Linked DNA regions of Danio rerio: region 1 is linked to region 2. Evidence: chromatin contacts called from public HiCAR-type data. All regions are on one chromosome and are shown on one strand. The core of a region is the stretch at or near the end of the contact, and the rest is flanking DNA. Distances in the headings are between cores, read along the strand shown. Region 1 has its middle 50 kb from the start of pdzrn3b. Region 2 overlaps pdzrn3b (PDZ domain containing RING finger 3b).

Evidence for each region. HiCAR-type assays count read pairs that join an accessible place to other places.
Region 1: a contact with region 2 is called in a HiCAR-type map of caudal fin, with 6 times the contacts expected there. The contact joins two enhancer-like sites. A contact is called at or near these places in 8 of 18 Hi-C or Micro-C datasets (caudal fin, embryo, hematopoietic stem cells and 1 more) and 1 of 4 datasets of contacts at active chromatin or transcription factors (caudal fin).

Annotation. Positions count from the first base shown.
Region 1 is chr6:46,970,834-46,978,118 of GRCz12tu, reverse strand. No RefSeq gene overlaps it. Among named protein-coding and RNA genes, the nearest start is that of pdzrn3b, 50 kb to the right of the region's middle. Within about 2 kb of position 4,113, at least 5 of the 62 cell types and tissues checked have an H3K27ac peak or open chromatin away from gene starts, as enhancers often do.
Region 2 is chr6:46,842,125-46,848,697 of GRCz12tu, reverse strand. The region is part of intron 3 of pdzrn3b (PDZ domain containing RING finger 3b); the gene reads left to right. Among named protein-coding and RNA genes, the nearest start is that of pdzrn3b, 79 kb to the left of the region's middle. Within about 2 kb of position 3,642, at least 16 of the 62 cell types and tissues checked have an H3K27ac peak or open chromatin away from gene starts, as enhancers often do.

The DNA.
Region 1 (7,285 bases), core at 2,864-5,363, 130 kb before region 2:
GGAGGGGAAATGCATGTGTCTCTTTTCACTACAATACTAATAACACGATTCAACTAGCTCTCACACTTATTATATTGAGCTATATATGTTGTAAAAAATAATAAAGGCATTTGACAATGTTCAGAAACCGTGCCAACTGATGTAGAGAATAACTCCCTTTGGAGTGGACTTTTACTTTGTAATTTTAAAGACATTTTTTCAGGCTCAAAAATCAAATTACACACTATAAGTAGTTGAATGTGTCAAAGCAAAACAGGACCCTTTAATATTATGGTTGTAAGCTTATGATAATAATAAGGGAGATGAATGATAAATGAAAATTCACGGCTGTATGCAGGGCAGATGCACAATGTCCTGTCTAGAATGCATTTAAAATGTTATACAAAGGTCAACAGAGCACTGAAATGTCATGAAAGAATCATAATTTAATACTTATTATGACTTTCACTTACATACTTTTCTTTACCAGCATTTTCCCTGAAGACAACTTAACAAAATCATTTGGTTTAAGGATTTAAACCTTTTAAAAACCCACAATAATTACATTGCAAACCAAATGAAAGTCTATTGACTTGGCACTGGGATGAAATATTGCAGTTTCAATAGGAACAGTTTTGCCCTGAAGCTCCTGAGAAACCTACATTCTCAGAAATAAAGGCAAGGAAGAGCTGTCATTGAGCTGGTACCTTTTCGGAAGGTACATGCTTGTTTTTAACAGGTCCAAATTTCTGCTTTAAAAGTAATGTAGTGTGTATTTATGTGTGTATATTTATATGTCATTACCTAAAAAGTACAGAAGTATGCATTCAGGTACCAGTTTGGACCTGTTAGGTTTAAATGTGTCATTCATTCATTTTCCTTCAGCTTAGTCCCTTTATTCATCAGGAGTCACCACAGTGGAATGAACTGCCAACTTATCCAGCTTATGTTTTACGGAGTGGATGCCCTTCCAGCCACAACCCAGTACTAGGAAACACCCATACACTCATTCACGCACATACACTAGGGCCAATTAAGGTCATTTAATTCGCATATAGCATGTCTTTGGACTGTGGGGGAAACCGGAGCACCCGGAGGAAACCCACACAGGGAGAACATTCAAACTCCACAGAGAAATGTCAACTGACCCAGCTGGGACTCGAACCAGCGACCTTCTTGCTGACAGTGCCAGCCACTGAGTCACCATGTTGCCCTTGTTCAAACGTGTTCCTTCTGTAAAAGCATCACACCATTAACATTAGCAGTCACACATTTACAGTATACACACAGACATCTCCTATATTCTATAAAACTGCAGATTAACTATGTTTATACAGTATATAATAACTTATATCTGATTGTAACTTATTTAATTTGATTGTAATGCAATAATATGCACCTATTATCCACAATAATTATAGTATAAAGTGCTATACAAATAAACTTGAATAAAATTTAATTGTGAAAGTATAGCATAAAACATAGTTATTAAATAAAATGAGGGTGAAGTGTAACAATTTTACAACAATATACAATATAAAATTTAAATAAAAAATACTTTTGGTCCAAATTGATGTTGTTTGGATAAACAGGCAAAATGATGACTAAAAATGAAATGGAAAACACTAAAATGATCATAAGGATGCACAACAGTTAATATATAATAACACCATGCTATAGCTGCCATTTAAACACTAAGCAGTCCACCAGTTAGCGCATTAGACTTTTTTTTAGTGCACTTATTCAATTTTACTTGATATAAACCATTGGCAGGAAAGGTTGCATTCATCATTTGAATCAAAGTTCAGCATTCTAGCCTTCTTTTGAGCTTCAACACATTTGCTCTCGTATATGTTCAGCCCTGCCATGCCTGTGACCTGTTCCCATTTGCTGAATAAAGTAAAAGGTTACCCTAGTCCTTCACACAACTTCACCTGACAGGGTTTAATCCCCACAACCAATGCTTTTTTCCTCCTCCTCCTTTTTCACTCCTCAAACGGCCTTTCCCTTCTACACCTGACTTGAAATGGAATTTGGTCTCGTCAGCCTTGAATGTATAATACAAAGGGATACCTTTGTCCTCTCTGTAAGTGCTGGGTAATGAACTGTGTGGAATGCAATCTGGCACTAACTAAAAACCTCTTTTCAGCCCCATTTTAGAAGGACTGCACTTTAAACTGAACAGCCTGGCTCTAAACCACTACCTTTTTCCCTTTTTTGTATCTTACTCTTCTTTAAATTGAGAAATTCTTACCAACATGAACTTTACTATATGCAGTCTTTTTAACATTCATGATTCTTAATCTGCCGGGGGAAATGACAATCATCAAGCCTTGAGACTTAAGGTTACCCTTTTTCCAATTACGCCCGCTCCCTTGTGAAAGGCATTTTTGATAAATGTTACACAATGATTCAAGCGAAGGAGAAATATTTATTTGCTGGTGTCTTTTCAGAGCACTTGTGCCAACTATGCTGAAGGTTTTAATTATAAAAAGGCTGCTTTTAATAAACCTTACAGTTTTACTTTTGTAATTACAACACAGTTTTTACTTCACTAATGTTCTTCAGAATAAAACCAGAATACATGTAAAATTGTAAATTGAGGGGGCTGAAAAATAAAGGTTAAATTATGTCAGCCAAAAGGCAAAGTCATTTTAAAGTCAGCCCACATGAAAAAATACAAAAAGAATTTACAGTAAATAGTGTCTTAATTTAAGCAAACTCAAGTGTTTTATACTTTATATTATAGTATTTACAACTTTGTTAATGAACACTACGGCATACTGTAGCATTAACAAACTGTAATAAACACTGTAGTATACTTTAGTTGTTACTACCAGGGGTGTAGCAAACAGGGGGGAATATGCCCCTCCTTATTTTTAGAGCCAGACCATTAAGAAACAAGTGATTAACAATTATATAAACAAACTTTTGGAACTCATTCAGCCTCACTTTTGAAATGTCCAGTACACACCTGGTTACCACAGTAAACTATGATGTATTGTGATGTACTACACCCTATAACTTGAAAAAAGCAACAGTTTTGGGTAACTTGTTTATATTTGTTGCTGTGATAAATTATTATATAAATTATTATATAAATTATTATATCACCACAACAGATTTAGAATAGTACGGTTAAAACACAAAAAGCATTTACACATGATTATATTATGTGGGAAGGTACTTATATATTTAAGTATGCTCAGTGTTGATGGTGGGGGGTCAACTTATTTCAGTAGTTGTTTGGTGCTTCAGTGAATCAAATACATGAATGCATTTAAATTACATCTAATTTATTAATACAATGTTTACCTTTTTAGTCTTTTGAGGGTTATTTAGTGACTATTTTAGGAGTTACTTAAGGTCAAACTATACAAAATGTGTCTATTTTTTCTTTTTTTTAAGCTACATGCATATATAAACACCTATTTTACAAGAAACGTGTTTTGTGAATACTTAAGATGCCTTCTGGTGCTCTAGAACTGCCAGGTTCAGACTGTTGAATGATATTTTGCTTAGCATTGATTTTGCGCAGTTATGCATTTACAATAGTATTAACCATTATAGGGGGGGATCAGATGTATATTTCTACAATACTTTTTAAATTATTAATATTTAAGATATAGATCAGAGAAAGTTATTTCTTAATATTAAAGGGCTGACCACCCCTTAACATTTTGTTTTGATGTCCTTAAGAGGGGATCAAGCGTTAATTGCAACCCCCCTGTAATTCGCACTCTGAATATGCTTTTAATAATATTTTATATGTGTGTGGGGGGGTTATTATTATTATTTTTTTTTTAGATTTTTTTATTATTATTATTATTTATTTACAAAACCTCTATTATCAGACTAAACATTTATTGAATCGTTTATTCATTTAAAGAATTAAACTAATCATATATTAGTAATCGTCGTTGTGATCATCAAGCTACAGATGAAGCCGTATGAATGCAAAGCACCTTCCTCTGGATCTGGGCTGGAACAGATCTGCCGGAGAAAGAAGAAGGACAGAGCGGGCGCTCCCTGATGAGTGATGCATGATTCTTATTTGACAACCTGCTGATTACCCTCTCAGGGAACAAGCACATAAATCTGAAGGAGCTGCCTGGAGGAGTAGATCAACTGTTCTCATACTGCCCCCTTGTGGTGGAAATAAAAGCTTAGACAACAGACGCTGGTTCACAACTGAACTGCAAATGTCTTCTGACTTTCAGACGGAAAGGATTTGAATGGAGTTGGCAGACAGGATGCAGAATTTACAAATAATAATAATAATAATAATAATAATAATAATAATTATAATTATTATTATTATTATTATTATTATTATTATTATTGTTGTTGTTAACATACAAAATATAAGTGCAAGTTTTTAGATTTATAAAAATCTGAACAATGTATCTACACATATACCATTAGCATAAAATGTGGGGTGTCATTTCATAAATAATATAATTAATATCAAAAACAGTAAAACTGCATTAGGTTATATTTAATTTTTTGATGGCTCCAGTCTTTTCTCAGATTGCAGTCAGATTAGTTTTACTTTCATTTTCTCTTAGTGTATGGTCAAGACAAGAGTAACACATAAGTTTTAATTCTGTGACCGATTTAAACGTTAAAATATGTTCGTAAGTGCTTCATTTTTACTAATAAACTAAAAAATACTAATAAACTAATAGATACTAAATAATTACTACTGTAATTATTTAACTAATGAATTGATTAAAATGTAAGTATTACTTTAACACATTTACAAATTTCTCCATATGTACAAAAAATAATTTCTGATTTCCATAATACCACACCCACTTAAAAATAATAATACAAAATTCTAATTCAAAGCTTCTAATTCAAAGCATTCCTAAGCTTGAAAACAAATAGGGGGGAAAATATATTATTTGCTCCACAGGCTAAACCTGAAAAAAAAAAACGTTATTACAAATATTTACATACATTACAAATTTTATAAACATTTTAAGAAATATTGCTATAAAAAGATGTGTATATATTGCTGTTTTGTATAGTTTCAATGGGCAAGGTTAAATCCTGAAGATCTGGAGAGCAACTATAGGATTGAGGACAAAAGTCAGAGATGGACAATAATAAATAACAACAGTAACATTAAATGAACTTTGTTTTATGTGTTCCAACTGATGAACTGAAGCAGATCCAAATCTTCAATTCTAAATAACATCCCAAGTACATTCGCAAGCCACAACCAAACCTGGATAATCTAATTCCATCAGCAAAGCTGTATTTATTTTATTTTGGTTTGCCACATTATAACTGTAAATCAGATTCATCACACAAATATGGAAACGGTCAGTTACGGCCACGTATAATTTTGAAGTCTGCAACTCAAATAAACACACCTAACCTTCATTTATAGCATGGAAACGAATTGTAACATTTAAAGTGAAAGTGCAGGGACTTGGGATTTGCTAAACCAGTCCCAGATGTGCTCGTGCAGCTCCGTCCAAACCAAACGCTGCTGGAATGCACAGTAAAGGGTTTCTGCAGCACAGTGCAGTTCAGCTGAGGTTAAGAAGATTGTTCTGGGTTTTTCTATATGTGGACAAGGTGGACGGGGTCAGTCTGAATGCTGAGAGGTCAAACATGATTTTAGAAGCCAAGAAGCACAAATAAAGGTGCGATGTGAGGAGTTTACCAGAAGGGGGCGATGTAATGCTTTTGATGTTTATTAAATCACCCATTCTTGTGCTTGTCCATACGTTTTTCTCTTATTTCAAAAATAGTGAATAATAAATGATTGCAGCAACTTTGATACTTAAAAAAACGCAGAAAAGGTGTTACATTGTGCATATTATATATATATATATATATATAATCTTAAATAAAAATAAATAAATAAATAAATAAGTAAAAAAAAAAACATAGGGAAAATTATATAAGGTTATTTATTGAAAGACGTTTTTGACATTTTAAAGGATTTTTTTTAAGCCCATTAAAGATAAAATACATGTAATATAGTCAACTAAAAAATAGCCAGTACAGGCAAGTCATTGTATAACGATGGTTTTTCCTTCAGACAAATTAAAAAAATATTGCGTGAGGGGAGCTAATAATGTTGACCTTTAAACTATTTTTACTTTTTTTTTAAAAAAAAAAAACTGATTAGCCGAAATAAAACAACTCTCTCCAGATTAAAAATATTATGGGAAATGCTGTAAAAAAGAAAAAAAAACTCCTTGCTTTGTTAAACATTATTTAGAAAATATTTTAAAAAGAAAAAATCTAAATGTAAAAAAAAAAGTAAAAAAAAAATCTAAACTAAATTTAAAATAATAATAATAAATTAAAGAATTAATTTTTAAAAAGTTTTTAAAAAGAAAAAAAAGTTAAAAATATACAAATTAAATAAATACTTTAAAAAATGTATGCCAATTAAAGATAAAATATATGACTTCTAGTCCACTAAAAATAGACAGTGTTGGCAAGTCATTGTATAATGATTGTTTGTTATTAAGACAATAAGAAAAAATATATTTCTTAGGTGGCTAAAAATATTGACATTAAAATGCATAAAAACTGATTTTATTCTAGCCGAAATAAAATAAATAAGATTTTCTCCAGAATAAAAAATATATATATTATTATCAGAAATACTGTGAAAAATTCCATGCTCTGTTAAACATATTTGGGAAATATTTGAAAAATAAAAAAATTATTTTTTGAATAAAAAACTATTTAAACAAAATATTTTTATGATAATAAATTTTAAAGAAAAAAAACGTTTTTAAAAAAAGTAAACAATATATCCATATAAATTAATTATAATAACATTTTAATAACTAATAATAAAAAAATACATAAACAAATAAATAAATAAAAGACAAGTTATTTATTCATTACAAGTATTTTTTGCATTTTTTTTTCAACTAAAATAGTCAACTAAAAAACAGCCAGTATTAGAGTCTTTTCAAAAAATGTACACTGAATGAAAAAGAAAAGCCTATTATAATAAAAATATTAACAATGTACTGAATGCAAGATTTAGAGTCAAGTCAAAATTATGTCAAAAGTAATGTTAGGGAAAGTTACTTTTGAAAGTGATTCATTACAATATTGACTTGCTCCCCAAAAAAGTAACTAGTTGCGTTACATAGTTACTTTCTTTACTTTTGAGTAACTATTGTGTTATTTTTTTATTAACTAGCTAAAGCTGGATATTTTTCAAAACTTTTTTTTCTTTCTTTTTTTAACAGAGGTGCTCTGCAATTAACAACACACTGTATAACCTACATTTATCTTTAAAAATATATTTTTTTAAATTTAA
Region 2 (6,573 bases), core at 2,393-4,892:
AGATATAGCGATCAAAAGCACCACTACTAATATTACCTTAAAAGAGCCGAGTGATGTCACTAGTTGTGGACTTAAAGTTTGTCAAAGAAAACATAATTTTTGCACACAGTCTTCACAGCTATTTGCTTCATCCAAGTGCCTCACAACACGAGGGGTATTTTCAGAGTCTGTGGTGCCAAACGCTCTTCCAAGAAAAAGGAGTTTAGCACAGCTAAGTCATGTATACTTAGCTTCCCTCTTCACATAAACTTGCAGAAACGCACACACACAACTCTTTGAATGTCGCTGTGGATGCTGTTTTTCTATGCTACAGATGGCCTGTCTTCAAGGTGGTGGGGATTGCTGGTGTTTCTACAGGCCAGTTTGTGACAAAGATGTTTACTGTAGGCTGCTGCACTCCATGCTGCCGCGGCCACATTCACTTTCCTTTCCTGACTCTGTAAAGCCAAGCCACACACCAAACGGCAAGCAGGACACGCTTATGCACAGACCCACACTTGTGCAGACCAGCAGCTTCTGTTGCCACACACACAGAGACTGAAGAAAAACTAGCATCTTTTACTTAGCCTGTGTCATTTGTTGACCTGTTTTCATTAGACTTTTGAAGATATTTAGCAGAATGTTAAGTTATTTTCTGTTAAGTAAATCAGTGTAGATGGTGTACTAGAAGGACTCTTAAATGTTGAATGATGATTGTGTGATACAATTCCACTTGTGTTGTTGCTTATTTTGACTAATGAAGAAAAATTTAAAGAGACTGTACACACAATTTTGTTCCTGAGATGTGTGATTTTACATATTAAAAAGTGACATGATGACAGTTTTCATTTTTTAGGTGGCATATTCCTTTAATATATTATAGTGGTTTTAAGGCCACATTCTTAAACACTAAAAGGTGCTGTTGACGTCTGAATGTGGACAGATGTGTGAATGTTTTCATGTTAAAGTCATTGAGGCAATTTTGCTTCAATGAAATGGGCTATCGAACTTTAATTCAAGAGTTCACACTTAGCTGATGATTGGTAATAAGCTAGTTTGGCATGCTGTCCCGGGAGAGAGCCTTGAGCTCATGAGATCCTCGATCCCTGGGCTTTCTCCCGTTTACAGGGCGAGAGGGTAGTTTGAGCTCAGGATTACTATGAGGGTGTGTTGCTGGTTGAATTTGACTATGGCCCTGATTTGGTTTAGTCGATTTACTAATGTCTCATGTTTTGGACTGTGGGAGAAAACCGGAGGACCCGGGGAAAACCCACACGAGCACGGGGAGAACATTCTCCACAGAGAAATGCCAACTGGACGGGTAGAGACCCGAACCGGAGGCATTCTTTCTGTCGCCGTGATGCCCTATAGAGGAAAAAGAGGAGGAGAATGGTTGGAAGGGGCGATTCTTCAAGATGAAGATGGCCAAGGTTAGAGGCTTTGGTTATTTATACTGAGCTAGGAATCATCTGATTGGTGGTTCGTACATTAGCTTGACTCGTGGCCAGCCGTGTCAATCATAATCATGTTATATACTCAAAATTAGTTTAGAAATAAACTTCACTTGGTTTGTTTTTTAATGGATTTCTTAGTTTTGCATATGCTTATTGCAACAGATTTTTTGTATCTAAGATAGCTGAAGTAAACAGCTCTATGATAATCTACACAGGAGACAGAGGTGTTTCTGTACTGAGTGATTGGATGGTTATTTTTGTGTGGTGTGGCATGGCTGGGTAACTGTACACACACACACACACTGCAGCTGTGCCTCTGCTGGAGCTCCAGCACACACAGGTGCTTCCTGTCTTTACTTGGCTTAGACATAAGGAAGAATGTAATAAACCTGAAATGAACTGAGATATAAGCCTGACGCTCTTACACACTTGGACTTTCCCCACCTGTCACGGATACGTTTATATATTGAATGAATATTTTCATACATATAATCAAAAACAAACTACAAATACCTACAGTATAGTAAGTGTCCAGTACTGTATTTAAACTCCTGTTAACAACATTTGTAGCCTTTTTATTTTAAGTTAGAAAAATTTTATCATGAACGGTTCTACATGACATTTTTATTTTAAACTTGAAATAAATGTTGCCTGTAGTTTTGAGCTGTACATTAAAAAATTATAAAATATTATAATAAGTTCAGCTTTGGTGGGCATTACCGATAGTAAAAGGATTTCCAGGCCCAAACCTTTAAACAGTAGTGTAAATACCTTATATTCTCTATTATTTATTTGTCTTTTCCAAGTGTTATGAAGCCATTGGACCATTTACTGTAGAATAGGCATTGAATATGTTAAGTGTAATTTGTTAAGTTAATTTGATACTATTAACAATGTGATGCTATTGTTCTCAAACTGTTGCAATGTACAAAATAAATTTTGAGAGCTCTTTTTCTCATTTACCACACCTGTCTTCAGAGCTGTCACAAGTTTATACAGTCACCGGCCACCTTATTAGGTCTCCAACTGCTCGGTAACACAAATTTCTAATCAGCCAATCACATGGCAGCAACTCAATGCATTTAGGCATGTAGACATGATCAAGACGATCTGCTGCAGTTCAAACCGAGCATCAGAATAAGGAAGAAAGGTGATTTAAGTGACTTTGAATGTGGCATGGTTGTTGGTGCCAGACAAACTGGTCTGAATATTTCAGAAACTGCTGATCTATTGGGAATTTCATGCACAACCATCTCTAGGGTTGACAGAAAATGGTCTAAAAAAGAGAAAATATCCAGCAAGTGGCAGTTCTGTGGCCGCAATTGATGCCAGACATTAGAGGAGAATGGCCAGACTGAAAACATGGATCCATCCTGCCTTGTGTCATTGGTTTAGGCTGGTGGTGGTGTAATAGTGTGGGAGATATTTTCTTGGCACACTATGGGCCCATTAGTAACAGTTGAGCATCGTGTCAACACCACAGCCTACCTGAGGATTGTTGCTGACCATGTCATAAAATGCAAATCATTCCAGACTGGCTTCCTTAACATGACAATGAGATCCCTGTACTCAAATGGCCTTCGCAGTCACCAGAGCTCAATCCAATAGAGCATCTATGGGATGTGGTAGATTGGCAATTGGCAATATGGACTAAAATCCTAGACAACTATTTCCAGTACCTTGTTGAATCTATGCCACAATGGATTAAGGCAGTTCTGAAGACAAAGGGGGATACAACCTGGTACTTGTAAGGTGTACCTAATAAAGTGGCCGGTGAGTGTATGTCTGGGCTTTAAGTCTTAAAATCCTCACTGAATTCACATGTTCTTGAACTCCACCATCAACAGTAAAGCTTCAATCAAAACTGCACCTACATTATGCACATAAGGTCTTTTTGCCCCATGTATGTCAAAACACAAGCACTGTTAGTTTAAGCATTGTGGTGGCAAATATTGCATTACCATGTGCAGTCCAGCAAAGTGGACCCAACTGTACATTACACAACTGTTTCTGTCAGAGTGTGAGGATTTACGGGCTGTTAGGTGCCAGGTGTGCCGTTACTGTTAAATATTTTATGTGCTCACTGAAAAACGTGCTTTGGCGCTTTAGTTGGCCTGTTGTCTGTTGAAGCAGGTCTCTGTTGACCTGTTACAGGGTCTTGTTTTTAAGAGACTGGGGGAATGCGGTGGTGTTTGCCCTGCTGTTTGCCAAGAGACCAGCTGGATTCAGGCCTTCCATTGCTGATTATTAGACTAGAGTTAAACAGTAGGAGAAGAGATCCCTCTAGTGGACAAATCAGTAATCTCCGACACTTACAGCACTCATTTATGTTGCAGATTTTGCTTAATTTTGTAAATATTTCTGTAATAAAAATAAAAGATTTAAACATTTTAAAAGATGAGACCCTTTTCTGTGTACTTTTTCATCCTTTTCGAATTTGTTTTAGATATATATGTATTTTTATAATATGCAAGTTTTTATATTTTTACAAAATATATTACAATACTGTGACTTTTATTTATTTAGTCTATTAAATTAGTTAGTAGTATTAATACTAGTTGTAGGACTGCACAATGTATCGTTTCAGCATCGCTATTGCAATGTACGAATTCAGAATAGTCCTATCACAGGAGCCTCAATTTAAAGTTTGGATTATAATTAACCAGGAACTATATTCATTTGTCACAAGATATCACTTTTGTATTATTTGTACTATTATTTCTTTGTGTACTCGTGTATATTTATTTAGTTGACACTGTTTGCCATTGATTAAACTTATGACATTATTTCTTTTTATTGACACTTCTAATTCCCTTTTACACGATTTCTTTTGACATGTGCAGGTCCATAACAACAGTATACTCCTTATTATAGTTTATTATTATTATTACTCCTTATTATATATTATTATTATAGTTTTTTTAGTACATTAAAGGACCTCCTGAATACAATTGCATGTGAATGTGCAGTATCCTTATGTTCTTAAAATCTGAAATCAGCACTGTTATGTTACCATCACATTACATTTTGTTAGTATTTACATTCATTACTATGCATTTGTTACTATTACATTCATTTCCTTCAAAATTGAAGAATAAACTTTAAATCTTAATTAAAGTGGAAATTGAAAAAAAATAAGCTTCTGAAATTCTTTACTGAAGATATCATTTTACTTATAAACAAACAACACTTCAGTTTTTTATTAAATTTTTTATAATTTATTTATTAATTTTTATTTATTTATTTATTTATTTTTTTATTTATTTTGGTGTCTTAACATCTGACATATAGGGACTACTCTGTCTTTTTGCATGTACATTCACTGAAGAATGTTGATTAATTGTACACTGTTCCATCATTGTGAAAGAGAAAGAAAGAAAGAAAGAAAGAAAGAAAGAAAGAAAGAAAGAAAGAAAGAAAGAAAGAAAGAAAGAAAGAAAGCTCATCAACACAAAATACCTCATGAGGTCTGTAAAGTGTTGTGTTTTTTTAATGTACTTTTGTATGGCTGCTGGAATCTTAGGGTCAAACTCAGACCAGACACTGGCATTTGTTCTGTATTTGAACCTCAAACAACCAGCAGACATCACTGAATGCTCTTTTTGCTGCCCCCAAGGGCTGCGTTTAACTCAGTAAACACTTAATAGAAAGTTCAGCTGTGCTTTTGTGGAGAGGAGCCCATTTGTCTTTGTCTAAAGATGTTTGAGAAGAACTCAAAGTCTGAAGGTGCATGAATGGTCGTACAATTGCTTCCCTGAAGTACAAGGGAGATTTCTGATTTATTTTCTTTATGTTTAGTTATATAAACTTATATAAGGTCAATAATCAGTGTTGTCTAGCTTTTAGAATTGCTCAAAATAGAAGTGCAGTTTTAGCAATGTTAGAATATTTAAAAGGAACAGGGCACAGATATGAATGTGGATTCCTCTTGGTACAAGTGATTTTAATTTATGACTCCTGAACGCTTCTCTTTGTAATTTGTAATCTTTTATTCAGATTACCTCCTCTATGTGACTTAAATACTTCTTCGATTCCTATACATTCTAGTTGTTTAACATCATGTCCAAAATCTATAAAATGTCTTCCTACTGCCAAGGTTATATCTTGTCGTCATATACTCGATTTATGTTTAGTAATTCACAACTTCAACTGACATGATGACTTTCCTATGGCACGAACATTTTAACATATAGACCACATTACGAGTAGAGCAGGTAATGCATGTTTTTATTTGAATATTTTTACTTGTTGCTGGATTGAAAGATTCCTTACATTTTACTAAATTCTGACACAATTTCTGCATAGAAAACAGTCTTGTATACAAGTGGATTTCTTGCTATATCTGAGTTAATCCTCAAATTTAAATACTCTTCTCCCACAAATGATATTTTTTAAAAGGGAAAACCCTTTAAGTGTATATGCAGTAAGTTCAGCCACCAAAACAACTGTCCACACTTTTACTGCATGTTTATATTAATTTTTTTTTTTTATTAAATGTCAAAAGAGAGTTTGTACTGGCCCAAGCTGTTAGTGAATCTGCCCCAAAATGCTGTTTTTCTCTTTGCCTTTGAGTTTGTGTTGCTCCCGGTTGCCTCATGAGGAGTTTCGGTGTTTGCAGACTCACAAACAAACTCACAGATTCTGATTGTTGGTACCGGGAGCAGTGCAGTAGCTTTTGGGAAAGTGAACGCTAATAGGAGGAAGAGGTGTTTGGGTATTTGGCGGCCTGTCATCTCCTGAGGGCAGCGTTACACACTAGATGATTCACACACACACTCTGTAGGTCCAGATGGACTCAGAGGGGGTTTATGAGAACGAAATCTGAGAGAGATTTAGAGGCAGTGGTGTGGGTAGAGATGAGAAAGGAAAAAATAAACTCTACGTGGAGAGAAAGCTGTGAATAATATTGTTGAGAGAAATGGTTCGAGAAAGGAAGGATATCACAGACTGCTTTGTTTGCTAGTGCGCTTAAAACAGCATTTGCTCTGGTTATGCTGGGCATCCATGCTGCTTTTTAAGTTTTCAATCCTCAAAAAATGAAGACTTATGGAAACACTGCATCCATTTTTAGGTTGAAAACTCTGGGGTTCAGTGCAATAAACAAAACATTGACTTAGCTACATTTACACTCCAGGTCTAC